2 separate regions of the Mus musculus genome follow, and region 2 is linked to region 1. The links are chromatin contacts, called in public ChIA-PET maps. All regions are on one chromosome and are shown on one strand. Each heading gives the region's core, a stretch centred on a gene start, on an enhancer-like site or on the middle of the called end of the contact. The rest is flanking DNA. Distances are from core to core; before and after follow the strand shown. Region 1 has its middle 7.9 kb from the start of 4930505K14Rik. Region 2 overlaps Katnal1 (katanin p60 subunit A-like 1).

Region 1 (6,844 bases), core at 1,718-4,217:
CCATCCATGCAAAGGCCATATTTTTTAATCGCCTTCTCCTTGGTAGAGCCACACTTTGGGTTTGTGATAGAGAGTTGTGGGAGACACAGCAGCCCTCTGGAGTTGCCCCAGTTTGGATATCATGACAGTATCCCAAGGATCTTATGGGCATCAGCAGCATGTCCACCTACTAAGTAGGGCTTACCGAGGAGGGGTCAAGGCCCAGGGTGATGGGGGCGGCAGAAGTTAATGGGAGTAGAGTTTGGGTTTGGATAGTTAGACCTCCGGGGTGGGATGGCCGTGCCATTTTCCACAGTGATGAGAAAATTATTGGTGCCACTGAATTGTGTATTTTTAATAATGGTGACAATGATAAATTTGAGTGTTTTGCTCCGGTTTAGTGGCCAAAAGAAACAAGTAGCTAAAAAAAAAAAATTATGAGGGGCGTGAGAGTTGGCTCAGTGGTTAGAGCACTGTCTGCTCCCCCAGAGGACTCAGGTTCAATCCCCAGTAGTCCCAGGACAGCTCACAACTGACACACACAGGAGAAACACCAATGCACATAAAATAAAATAAATAAATTATTTAAAAAAATAGTATGAACCTCAAGAGCATTCTTTGAGGGGGAAGATGCTGGACAGGAAAGGCCATACTCTTGCTACATGGCACCATTTATGAGACCTGCTGGAAGGGATGAGAGAGATGGCTCAGTGGTTAGAGCACAGGATGCTCATCCGGAGAACCTGGGTTCGATTCCCAGCACCCACACGGTGGTTCTCGACCATCTGTAACTCCAGTTCTAGGAGATCAGGCACCCTCTTCCTGTCTCCACGGGCACCAGATGCGGCCCATACGACATTCGCTCAGGCCAAATACCCATTCACATAACAAATTAAAACAGCAGCAAAGGAACGGCTGTTGAGTATCAATGTCAAAATATAGAAAAAGTGAAGCTGGGCTTGCCTGAGATGAGGGTTTGGGGCACACTGTTCACGATGGAGGTGCTGAGACGCATTTTAATGAGGTACAAGTTTTCCTCTTGTAATGGTGCTGATCAAGAAGCTGTTTCCATTGATCAAAATTCCTCAGGGCTGGAAATAAATGTACCTAAAGTCCGAGCAATGAGGAGGCTGAGGCAGGAGAATCTATTGAGGCCAGGAGCCTGAGACTTAGGCAACATAGTAAGTCTCTATCTTAAAACAAAGAACCATATGTATGTGTATGTGTGGGTGTGTGTGTATATATGTGTGGAGATATATATATATATATATATATATATATATATATGTGTGTGTGTGTGTGTATATATATATATATATATATACATATATATATACATATATTATAAACTGACTATATAAATTATATTTCAACAAGCGGTTACTGTCATCTGAGAATTATTAGTTATTATAAACGACAAGTTCCTCAGGCCACAGGTAAGGTACCTCCCTTCCCTAGCTCCCCTTTAGCCTGATTCTGCCAGACACCCAAAGGACTCAACACACCTGTAACCCCTTAGAGAAAAGAGCAAAAATTCTCCAGCCACACCAAGCTGTGAGACCCAAGGAGATGGCGGAAGGCTGAGGAGGCAGGCGAGGGACGGCAGGAAACTGCATGGCTGTCTCTCATCCTGCCCATCCCTGGCTGCCGACTTCCTGGGACTTGCTGTTTCGACTTCATTCCAGAGGTTTCCAGACCCTCCCCTGCTCACTCCGGGTGACTCACCTGCTTGCAGAAAAGTCCAGCCCTCCCCTCTCTCATTTTATTTGATGTTATGTTCAAAAAAGCAATTTGGGGCTCAATTGAACATCACATGTCTCTTGATTAAATCTCCAGTCTTTCTCTTGCCTCCGGAATGTATCTTGGGCCTGGCCAGGCACTGCGTAGCTCATTAGAGCCGGATGCCTGGAGGAGAGCACGTGTGGACCTTTAAAACAGTGTGGACCAAGGCAGCCCTATTCTAAAGCAACTCCCTCGCTCAAGAGCTTCCCTCCTCCACAGCCCTCCCACAACCCTGTCCATAAGGTCAGAGAGAACGTGGTTCATTTTTCAGTCTTGAAAGCCAGTGTGCCCTTTAGGCAGCAGCTCAGAGAGAGCCAGAGGCCACGCACACTGTAGTAGTCTGGGTCCCCTCTGGTCACTGTGCATTTCAACACAAGGACATGTGGCAGCTCCTGGGGAGGACATGCCTTCTCCTGCTCAGAAAGCCAGCACCTGAATGGCTCCTGTGTGTCTGCTTGGGTCATAGCCCAGGGTTTCATGTGATCTGATCTGGTCAGCGACGTAGAAGGAGAAATGTCCCTACCAGAGAAGAGAGACAGATCCAGTCTGTGAGGATGAGATGTTTGCCACTGCCACAGAGAAGGACCTGAAGGATCTTAGGGACGCCCATGTCCTTGGTAATTTTCCTTCTGTCGCTGTGATAAGAAGACACTTTCACTAAAGTGACTTAACGAAGAAGGGTTTCATTCTGGATTACCGTTCCAGACCGGAGTCACAGTCCCACAGTGACAGGAGATGGCCACCTTCATCTGCAGTCACGGAGCAGAGAGAGACAAATGTGAGCAAGGGCTCAATGTCTTATTTTTGTACTGTCCAGGAACCCCTGCCCAGGCACTGGCCCCAGCCACAGTTAGGATGAATCTTCCCCACCAGGCCTGGTGGTGTTTGTTTCTAATCCCAGCACTGGGGAGGCAGGAGCAGGTGGATCTCTGTGAGTTTGAAGCCAGTCTGGTCTACAGAGGGAGTTCCAGGACAGCCAAGAATACACAGAGAAACCCTGCCTCAGAGAGAGAGAGAGAGAGAGAGAGAGAGAGAGAGAGAGACTTCCCATATAAGTCAATGTAATCAAGATACCCCCCCCCCCAGTGATGCCCAGGGGTCATCTCTTGGGTGTACATTGGGAACTGTGTTGCAGGATATACAATTGCAGGATTGTAATGAAGACTGGATGAACTTATTCATGCCGACCACAAAGCAGTCACATCCTGTGTGAGGAAGTGGAGGCCCTGGTTGCTGAGAAGCAGCAAGGCTCTGCTGTCTGACTCTCCATGTGGCTTTAGCGTACCCATCGATGACAGCATGATTTAATGTCTGTTCATAGTGATGACCCTGTGAAGATCTGTGCCAGGGTTGTGCTGCTTAGCCTGATGAGAGGAGTCCTAGTTCAGCTCAGACTACTGTAACAAACTCTCACAGACGAGGTGAATTTATAAACCACAGAAATACATTGCTCACCATCCCAGCTGCCAGAAGTCTGAGACCAGGCTACCAGCATGGTTGGCTTCTAAAGAAGGAAATATTCCCAGTTGTACACTGTGGACTTAATGAGTTCTTACACTTAAGAAAAGGAGAGAGAGAGCTCTCTGGAGACTGGCTCATAAGTGGAGTGTTCCCACCCATGACAGCTGCACCATTATTACACAGTCATTTCTCAGACCTGGTCTCCGGATCATAGCCCTGGATGTTAGAATTTCAACATGGGGGCTGGAGAGATGGCTCAGCGGTTCAGAGCACTGACTGCTCTTCTAGAGGTCCTGAGTTCAATTCCCAGCAACCACATGGTGGCTCACAACCATCTGTAATGGGATCTGATGCCCTCTTCTGGTGTGTCTGAAGAAAGCAATGGTGTACTCACATATATAAAATGATAAATAAATAAATAAATATGGACAGCGACAGTGCACTCATATACATAAAATAAATAATCTTTAAAAAAAAAGAATTTCAATATGGGGGCTGGGACAGGACAACTACTCAGGTCACACCCCTCCTGAGTATAGCCATTTCTTATGTTTCTTGCCCTTTGATGATGATGCTGACATCTTATGACTTAGACAATAACACATATGAAACACTTACTTTAGCACTAGCTACAGTCAGTGCTCAAAGAGTGAAATTCTTACCACTTCTAGTTTGGGCATAAAGTCGTGGACAAGCAATTCCACTACCTTTCAAACTGATCTGAGGGGGCTGGTAAGGCAAACCAGGGGCGAACTTGGCTCAGAGCCCAGTGCAGCCAGCCCAGAGTAACTTTCCCATGGAATGAATGACAAAAAAAGACAGCCAGGACGGAGCTGGAATTAGAACTTCCTTCATTGTAAATGAAAACGCCAGGCTTTGTTGATCAATGCTTGCTCTTTACTCCCAAGAGAGAAAAGGCAGATTTGGAAGGCACTAGAACTGGCAGCCTCCAAGGTTCTTACCTGAGTGCTGGGCTACCAGATAGATCATTGGACGGAACCGAAGAACTCCGTCCCCACCAAGGAAGGGTTACCTCAGCAAAACGTTACCACCCTCCAAGGACTCCTCACTGAAAACCCTCAGGTTCTATACTTCCCTGCTCTTCTACCCTGCCTCTGTCCCAGCCCCGCCCCTGCCCCGCCCCAGCTCCCTCCCCCGCCCCCCACCCTTCCCTGCTCTGGATCCAGCCTCTAACATCTCTAGTATTTCTGTAGCAAACTGTTGCTCTCTATCCCGGGTTAGTCTCTGAGCTTCTATGGGACCCATTTTCTGACTGTGCCATTCCTACTCCTGGTGTCGGGTTGTGGGTGCAGTCTATCATCCCATACTTGAGTCTCCAGCTTGTATGGAGCCCTACTGTGGGAGTCGGAGGAGGAGCAGGAAGTAAAAGGGCGAGTAAAACGTCGCCTCCACCTTTCCTGACAATCTGTTAGGACAAGACAGACAGGGCAGGTAATCAACCTGGACACATGGCAGATCGGTCTGGAGGACATGAGCACAATAATTATCTCTGAGGAATTGTCTGGAAGCTCTTGTTTCAGCAAATTCAGCAGAGTCCTAGGTGCTGACTCGAAATACATATATTACAGATTCTATTTTTCTCAGTCAGACTTAATTGGACAGATGTTTTACTAAATCAAATTCGATTAGGCTGTTAGTTGAAGCTTTCACTTTGTCTAATGAGCACAGGCTGCCCCCGGCACATCCTACCCACCTCAGGGAATCACAAAAACTTGCAAACGAAACTAGGCAAGCATGAATTCTCTAAAGCTTATATATATATATTTGCATGTATGTGTGCATTCAAGCTAGAGAGGTCATTTATACCTGTGAGGCTATTTTTTTTCTATAAAACATCCCTGTTGGTTGTTGGAACAGCCAGAGCAAAGTACCAGAAACTGAATGGCTTGTTAGCGTCATGGTGCTGAGCAAGGAATCCAGAGCCTTGCACCTGGTAAGCAAGGGCTATTAGTATTGAGCTGCATTCCAAGTCCCGGAATGAGGAAATTTTATTTTACCGTTTTGGAAGCCAGAAGTCCAAGACCAAGCTACAGGCAGGGCTGGTTTTTTCTGAGGTCTGTAAAAAAAAAAATCAAAACCGTCTCTCAGACTCTGAGGGATTGCTGGTAGTCTTTACAAATGTTTCATCCTTCATCATACTTAACTAGAGCCTACCCTAGTGACTTTGTCTTGGTCATCAGCCCCATCCATCAGCAGATAGGTCCCTGCCTCTGGCTTTTGCTGGTTAGGATGTCAGCATGTTTGGAGAAGGCAGATTCAACTCATGATAACATCAGGTTTTATAGTAGTTACTTTTCTGTTGCTGTAGAGAAACACAATGGCCAAAGCAATGAATAAAAGCATTTAATTTGGGGCTTGTTTACAGTTTCAGAGGGTGTCCATCATGGGGGGAAAACATGGCAATAGACAGGCAGGCATGGTGCTGAAGCAGTAACTGAGAGTTTACATCTGACACTAAAGTTGGAGGAAGAGGGAGAGCTAACTGGGAAACACAAAGCCTGTTCCCCTATGACACATCTCCTCCAATGAGGCCACGCATCCTAATTCTTTCCAAACAGTTCCACCAGTGGAGGACCAAGCATTTAAATGGGGTTTATGGGGTCCATTGTCATCCAAACCACCACACTTTGCAAAGGGCTATGGATTGAGATTTGGTTCCCAGCTGGTGACAATATTTGGGAGGAAATTTGAGGAAATGAAGTCTATAGTAACAATTTTGGAGGTTTGATTTCTTTAAAAAGAAAACAAAAAGAAAACAAAACAACACAGAAATGTTATAAGAATATGTTTTTGTTTTAATTCCAGATGTAAGATATGAGGCTGCTTCAGATTGTCCACAGCAGCTGGTTATGATTTTCCTCATGCTCTAGCAGAGGCATGGTTTTGCCAGCTGCGATTGTGTGATGTTTAGAATTCTGAGGACTTTTCAGGGGGTATATATATATATATATATATATATATATATATATATATATATATATATATATATATATATATATATATATATATGCTAGGGCCTTGAGAGTCTTGGTGGGTTGTTGGTTGCTGCTGGTCACTGTTGGTTGCTGTTGGCGGTGGTTTAGTTAAGTAGTCAGGCACAAAGATGAAACAACAACAACAAGAAGAAATTAGATATCCTGATGGTGAAGATCAAACTTACCCCAAGGAACTCAAGGCTCTTCATCAACAGGAAGTAGTCTAGTGATAGATAGCATCACCCCCTTTCTGACCTCTGACTTCAGGGATCTCTTTCCTTTCCCCTCTATCCTTTTCTCTTTTTTATCTGTGTTAGGGGTTGAAAGGGTGGAAGAAGGACTGGAGAGATGGCTCAGTGGTTCAGAGTACTGATTGCTCTTCCAGAGGTCCTGAGTTCAATTTCCAGCAACCACATGGTGGCTCACAATCATCTGTAATGGGATCTGATGCCCTCTTCTGGTGAGTGTCTGAAGAAAGCAATGGTGTACTCACATAAATAAAATGATAAATAAATCTTCAAAAAAAAGGGGGGGGTGGAAGAAAAGGGGTGGGGAGTGTTAGAAGAATTGACAAAGTAGCAAAGACCAGCTACAAGGATCTACCTAGATACCTGGTTCTCAACCTT
Region 2 (6,844 bases), core at 1,725-4,224, 120 kb after region 1:
TCACAGGCAATCCACTGAGACTCCCTTCTCTAGGCTGTGAGACTCTGGGCTGTGCCAAGTGCACAGTTAAGCTAAATAGGACAGAAAGTATCTCCTGAGGTTGTACTACAGGCCTGGAGTAGTCAATCTAGAAGCAGCTAATTTCTGTGACTGGCAAGGTGGTGGCTGTGAGTAAAAGCCTTCAGTTCCTATGTGGGCTTCCCCATGGCTGCCTGAGTGACCTCATGTCATGGCTGCCTGACCCTCATGAGAAAGATGTCAGGTACAAACTATCCTTTCTCTAATCTAGGTTTAGAAGCTCTAGCATCACTTCTGCCGCCCTGTTCTGAGACACAAGCCACATGACTAACGCTGAGAGAGAACTGCAGGAGTTAAAGGGAGGAGAGACGAGTGGACGAGACAACAGGGAGGCATCCCAGCAAAATTACAAACTACTTCAAAGGTGCATTGCGTCTTGGTGTGTGGTCGTATGGTGGCATACAGCTGCCATATCTCAGATTCTTAAGGGGATAAAGTTTATTGTGTCTATGTCCATCCTCAGTACAGCTGATTTAAAAACAGAGAATTAATCAGAGGCAGAAAGACACGCCTCAACACACAAGGGGACAATGACGGCTGACATCGCATTAAAAACAGAGGCTGAGAGTGGCGGCAGCACATTGAGTAAGAAAACCCTAGCCGCGGTTCTCTGATGATGCTTGAACTCAGTGGCTTGAACTCAGCATGGCTTGGGAGCCACATGAGAAGCGCAGGAGCGGGCTAGCAGTCCCGGAAGTAGGCGTGGTCATCGTGTGCACTGTGTGGGAGTGGTCGGAACAGCTGTCCATCACAGCCATCTCGGCTCTGCTCCGAGCTAACACAGCTCCTAGAAACCAGGAAGGAAGGCCCACTTGGAGCTTCCCCTTGGAGGGAAAGAGAAGAGGGACGTGTGCTCCCACACTGCAGCTTCCCATAGCTCTGCCGGCTCACGCTGAGCACTGAGGAGCCATCCGCACGCGGTGTCCCAGGTGCCTCAGGACCAGAACCTATGGCATCTTGGAAAATGCCCGCACAGTTCCATGGGGCAGGGGTCCAGGCTTTTCCCCTGGGAGGACAGAGAAGAGGGGGACATATGTCTAACTGTGTCAAATGCCTGGCATTCAGGAAAACTGTCCGAGGCACTGATCTCTGCCTCACTAGACTGTGGCACAGGTAGAGCTTACTCTGTGAGTTTAACTTCCTCATTTTCTCAAAGTAGAAAACAGAGGACCAAGTTGAGGCCTGTCTTCTTCTTTAAACTCAAATGTTAACAGCTGTGAATTTTTCATCCACGATGCCTTACATGGTCTAAACTGCACACATGTCCAGAGACATGCAATGGAGAAAAATGTAGGGAAATTCTACTTTCACTCAGTTGACACAATCTAGATTTAGTCTGTCTGATCTGTTGTGGTGACTCCTTATTTCTCACATTGGTAATTTATCCGCTGTTCTTGATTACTCCTCTAGAGATTTAAAAAAAAATCCAAATATTTGCCTTGTTAATAGTCTATTTCCTATTTCACATAACATTTTTATAATTTATTTTCCCAACATACGTAGGCTAAGTTCGGTTTCACAGGCTAAAATAGTATCAACTCAAGCCTTCTCACTTTCTTTTTAAAGATTTTTAAAATGTTTTATGTATATGACTACACTGCAGCTGTCCTCTGCCACACCAGAAGAGGGCATCAGATCCCATTACAGATGGTTGTGAGGCACCATGTGCTTGCTAGGAATTGAACTCAGAACCTCTAGAAGAACAGTCAGTACTCTTAACTGCTGAGCCATCTGTCTAGGCTTCAAGACTTCCTTTTTAATATACATGTTTACAGACCTTAAAAAACGATGTCACCTTCATATCACAATATTTAGTGTGACATATTTTTCTACCAAGAAAAAATATTTTCTATTTTTCCAATTTTCTTAGGCCCTTTTGTTATTCAGAGTTAACTTGTTTAGTAGTAAGATATTGGGGTAATCTAAATATCTTACTGATTCCTAATTCAATTCCATTACTGTCAAGAATACTCTCTCCAAGATGTCAGTTTTTAAGATTTTTATTAAATTGAGAAAATTCCTTTCAATGGTTCTAAAATGGAATACACACATGGAAGAAATAAAAGCCAACCTACGCATACAATTAATTCAAGGAAAGTCACAGAGCTAAATATAGTTTCTAAAAGTCAACAGAAGAAGAAAACCTTACAGCCTAGGGGCAAGCAAAATTTCCTAAGATACAGGAAGCCCTGTTAATAAAAAACAAAACAATACAAAAAACCTGACAAAAGGTCTTTACCAAATTAAAATACTCTGGCTATCAAGAAATAACTTTAGGAAGATTGAAAATCAAACTACTGGAAGAAAAATTATATTAAAAAAACTAATGTAAAGAGAATTTATATAAAGTATGAATAAAATACTAAGATTATAAAATGGGAGGAAATACTACATAAGCTCAATATCTTAAGTCCTCAGAGAACACAGACTGACACAGTGAGACTCCATTTCACGAGGACCAGAGCAAATAACAGAAACATGGGCGACAGCTGCTATAGGCCAGGCTGCAGTGAAGCTGGACGTCCATTTATTGATGGTGATAATGACGGTGACAATATAACACAGGACGACCATTCAGGTGTGGGTATTTCTTATAAAGTTCAGTACGGGTGCCTTGTTAGAAGTGGGCATAGCATCAGTCTTATAAAGTTGAGCATAGACCTTCCCTCTGACTGACTCATCTATCCTAGTCATATAATCCCAAAGACCTGAAAACAGTCATCCATAAAAATAATAAAAATAGCCAGAAAGTAAAGCAACTCCTGTGCCCATCAACACATGGCGGCGGCAACATCACACAGGAAACTGATGCAGGAAGAGCATCCCCAGTGACTGTGCACTGTCCTGATCCTGTGTATACAAGGCTAGCAAAGAGAAGCTGGCCTGTGGGGGACCAGAAATGGAGAGTTGGGTGAAGGGCTGAGGCACACAGGCGTTCTGGGGTAACAGAAAGTCCCCACATCCTGTCTAGGATGCCAATTCGACTTGACGACACAGTTCAAAGAACTCATCCAATCATACACTTAGGATACACACCTTTCATTACATATACATTCATCTCAAAGGAAAAAGATAAAAACAGCTTAAGAAAACTTCAACGTTCAAGAGGAAAGCACTTTTCAAAGTACCTAAGACAACTTTTTAAAAAGATTTAAATAAGAGTTAGTGAAACCCAATTTTAAAGTAAGAACTCAAGTGGTACCAAACTTATCAGCACAGACACTGCTCTGAAGCTGGGTTTCCTGAGATGCAGAGGACGTCACATGGTCTCTATTTCCATCACTCGGACCACAGAGGTCTTCAAACAAAGTGCTAGTGATGCAGACTTAAATAAATAGAAAAGGGTTAACAGACGCTGGGCATGGTTGCACTCGCCTTTAATCCCAGCACTCGGGAGGCAGAGGCAGGTGGATTTCTGAGTTCAAGGCTAGCCTGGTCTACAGAGTGAGCTCCAGGACAGCCAGGGCTACACAGAGAAACCCTGTCTCGAAAAACAAAACAAAACAAAACAAAACAAAAAAAAAAAAAAAGAAAGAAAGAAAAGGGTTAACAGGAAATGACAGCAGGCAGGCATCATACCTGTCGGGAGAGGAATGTAAATCCTTTTCTCTAGTCTCCTGCGCAGAGCCTCATCAATGTCCCACGGAAAGTTCGTAGCAGCCAGGACCATCACCATTTTGGATGGGTCATCATTTTCTAAGGCTCCTCCAACTCCTGGGCACAGAGAGCAGGGAGGGGTGTCAGTGTCACGCCGATGGCCACTGAAATCCTTTCCCTCAGCGGGCATCTCTAAGTGTTAGCCACAGCTCTTGGTGGGGCCTCTGTGACTTCAATAGCGGCATGGCAAAACCATGCATCAGCACAGAACAAAACTAAGGAGCCGAAGAATCCAACAGCCTAGGGCAGGACTCTTTCCAGTCTTTCTGTAAGAAAGCCATGCATATTGCTTCCGAAGACTCGGAGTCTGGGGTCCACTCATCCTTTCATGTTTTCCCTATAAACTGCCTCTTTCCTGATTTATTTGGGGGGAGGGTTGGTAATTTAGTTGGCTTTCTCAATAAGAACTGCTGAAACACTGCATAGTGCTTTATGATCAGAGAAAATATTGTCTGCTTCTTCATAATTATAGTTTTAGGATTAAAACTTTTATCAGGGCGTAGTAGTGCACATTTTTAATCCCAGCGACTGGGAGGCAGAGGCAGGTGAATCTATGTGAGTTCAAGGCCAGCCTGGTCTATGTAGAAAGTTCAAAGTCAGCAAGATCTACAAAACAGAGAGACTCTATCTCAAAAACAACAACAAAACAATAACAAAAAAAAAACTTTTGAGAGTACACAATTGGATCATGGCAATGCACTGTGAAATATCATTTCATACATAAGTTCACAAACATGATTATCAAAGTAGTAGATTTCAAGCAACCCAGTTCAACATGTATAATAAATAAGTCACTACTAAATGTCTTCTTAAATCATTCTTATGAGGAATAAATTTCTCCAACTAACAAACAGCCATAAGTAATGTTGAATGAAATCCTGCTAGCTAAATGAGTATTCAATTATGCCCTGGCCCCAATTTTAAATATATATTGTTTCCTGTTATGCTTTCCTCCCAAATAAAACATATTCCTTCCTTTCATATATAAGCAGACACTGAAATGGACTGAGTGAGGGCCAGGTGTCCTGGCATACAATGTCATTGCTGGTCTCTAAGAGCCTGGCATTGTGTACCATGTGATGTTAAGTACCTATCCTAAGTGTAGCGGTTTGAATGAAAATGGTCCCCATTTGTTCAGATGTTTGACTGCAAGATCCGAAGTTTGTGGAACTGTTTGGAAAGGATTAGGAGGTGTGGTCTTCTTGGAGGAAGTGCATCATTGGGGGTGGGCTTTGAGGTTTCAAAAGCCCAGCCCAAGTTGCAAATCAGCTGTGAGCTCTTAAGCCATTTCTCCAGCACCATGCCTGCCAGGCACCCCCACCATGATAGGAATGACTTCCCTCTGAAACTGTAAGCAAGACCCCACTTAAACGCTTTCTTTTGTAAGTCGCCTTGGTCACGGTGTCTCTTCACAGCAACAGAACAGTAACCAAGACACTGGGTGTCCACAGATGGTGGATTATCAGAAACAACACTTGCTGGATATGTTAGACACATTTTTATCTTTTCTTTCGGACTGTTTAAACAGCCTGTTGTCTCTCACACAACTACCAGAGTGAGCTGACTCCTGGAAGTACTGCACCCCAAACTCTCTTTCATGACTCCCCAAATGCTTTTCCTTGTTCTCTGGACAATTCTAGCCAGTGCATCAAAGCCCCTGGGCCTCTCAAGCTGCAGCCCTGACCACTGTGACTCCTATACCCAGAGTTCCCTTCTGCCAGAGAGGGGACCACTGTGTGACTTTCTAGGCAGCTGTTTGCCTCTGATGTAGCAACTGGTTAGTCTCAAAGGTTTTGTCTCAGAACTTTTGATGTTCTTAAAAATCTCTGGAACTCCAAAGGGCTATCATTGTGTAGACTGTATCTATTAATATTTGCCATTAGAAACCAAAATATAAGAAGGCTAGGTATTGGCTCAGTGGTGCTTGCCTATCAGACACAAGGCTTCTAGCCCCAGCACCATAAGTAAGCAGATAGGGAAGTAGATAGATAGATAGATAGATAGATAGATAGATAGATAGATAGATAGATACATACATACATACATACATACATACATACATACATACATACATAGACAGACAAACGGACAGACTGTTCAAAGTATTAACTCATTGTAAAAAATAAGGCTCCATGACTCATTAATTAAGATAAACAGCATATCTTTTGAAAGAAAAGCATAATTTTCAAAACTTCCCAAGTCTTGGCTGGAAGACTTTTCAGAGGGCTCAGTGTTTGAGTAAATAAGAGACTAGCTGCCCTCTCCCTCTGCTTCTGTCTCCATGCTTTGGGACACTCCCAGGTTTCGTTAACCCTGGAATACTCTACTACTTACTTGTGAGAGGATTAAAGCAAAACCAGAAAATGTGCCTTGGTGTTATTGTTGAAATTGTGTAGCCCCTGCAGAGCCCTCCGGTGGTCTGAAGGCCCAGGCACACCTTTAGAGCCTTGGTGGGCACGGTAGGCCTTGGCTCCATAACCTAGAACCCGGCCTGTACGTGGTTCACTGTAAGGATCCAGGGATACTTAGGATGCAGGAACAAGTGGGTGGTTGAGCGAGTGACTAAAAGTGAGTCACAGCTGCCTTCGGACCCGTTCACTGAGAACTTTCAGAGCATGAACCCAAAGTTGAGAAGGATGGATAGTTTGAGACACTCATCATGTGACAGTTACCATCCATCTGGATGAGGAGCTCCGACTTGACTCTGCGGCTTGCCTCGTGCTCATCAGACGTCCCTCTTCGACTGCAGATAGAATCAATTTCGTCGATGAAGATCGTGGTAGGGGCATAGAACCTAGCCTTGGGGAGAATATGTTAAAGCCACTATTCAGTGATCTCGTAAAGTGCTCTGTATGTTTAAGTAGCTTTTGGTTTTCCTTCTAAAATAGTGGTGAAAGAAGGTGGCAATCTTTGTCTATTAAAAGTGCCACCACTAACAATTATTTTAGGAACAGCCAATTCAAAAATAAAACTTACATAGTTGGTGATGCTGAGTGAAAGGTACACAGAGATTCATATGTTTCTACTGTTTATTTGTCATTATTTTGAGGCAGGTCTCACTGTGTAGCTCTGACTGGTCTGGAAGTGGCTATGTAGACTAGCCTAGCCT

What was found. ChIA-PET counts read pairs in DNA pulled down with a chosen protein or histone mark.
Region 2: a contact with region 1 is called in an RNA polymerase II ChIA-PET map of effector CD8 T cells, with 20 read pairs. The contact joins two enhancer-like sites. A contact is called at or near these places in 17 of 484 Hi-C or Micro-C datasets (embryonic stem cells, nephron progenitors and trophoblast stem cells) and 2 of 115 datasets of contacts at active chromatin or transcription factors (effector CD8 T cells and embryonic stem cells).

The regions. Positions count from the first base shown.
Region 1 is chr5:148,766,619-148,773,462 of GRCm38.p6, forward strand. No RefSeq gene overlaps it. Among named protein-coding and RNA genes, the nearest start is that of 4930505K14Rik, 7.9 kb to the right of the region's middle. Within about 2 kb of position 2,968, at least 63 of the 459 cell types and tissues checked have an H3K27ac peak or open chromatin away from gene starts, as enhancers often do. A contact at or near this core is called in effector CD8 T cells, where this site is marked.
Region 2 is chr5:148,885,222-148,892,065 of GRCm38.p6, forward strand. Katnal1 (katanin p60 subunit A-like 1) reads right to left here. Exons shown (of 11, transcript NM_153572.2): 8 at 6,408-6,534; 9 at 3,658-3,792. Among named protein-coding and RNA genes, the nearest start is that of Katnal1, 40 kb to the right of the region's middle. Within about 2 kb of position 2,975, at least 22 of the 459 cell types and tissues checked have an H3K27ac peak or open chromatin away from gene starts, as enhancers often do. A contact at or near this core is called in effector CD8 T cells, where this site is marked.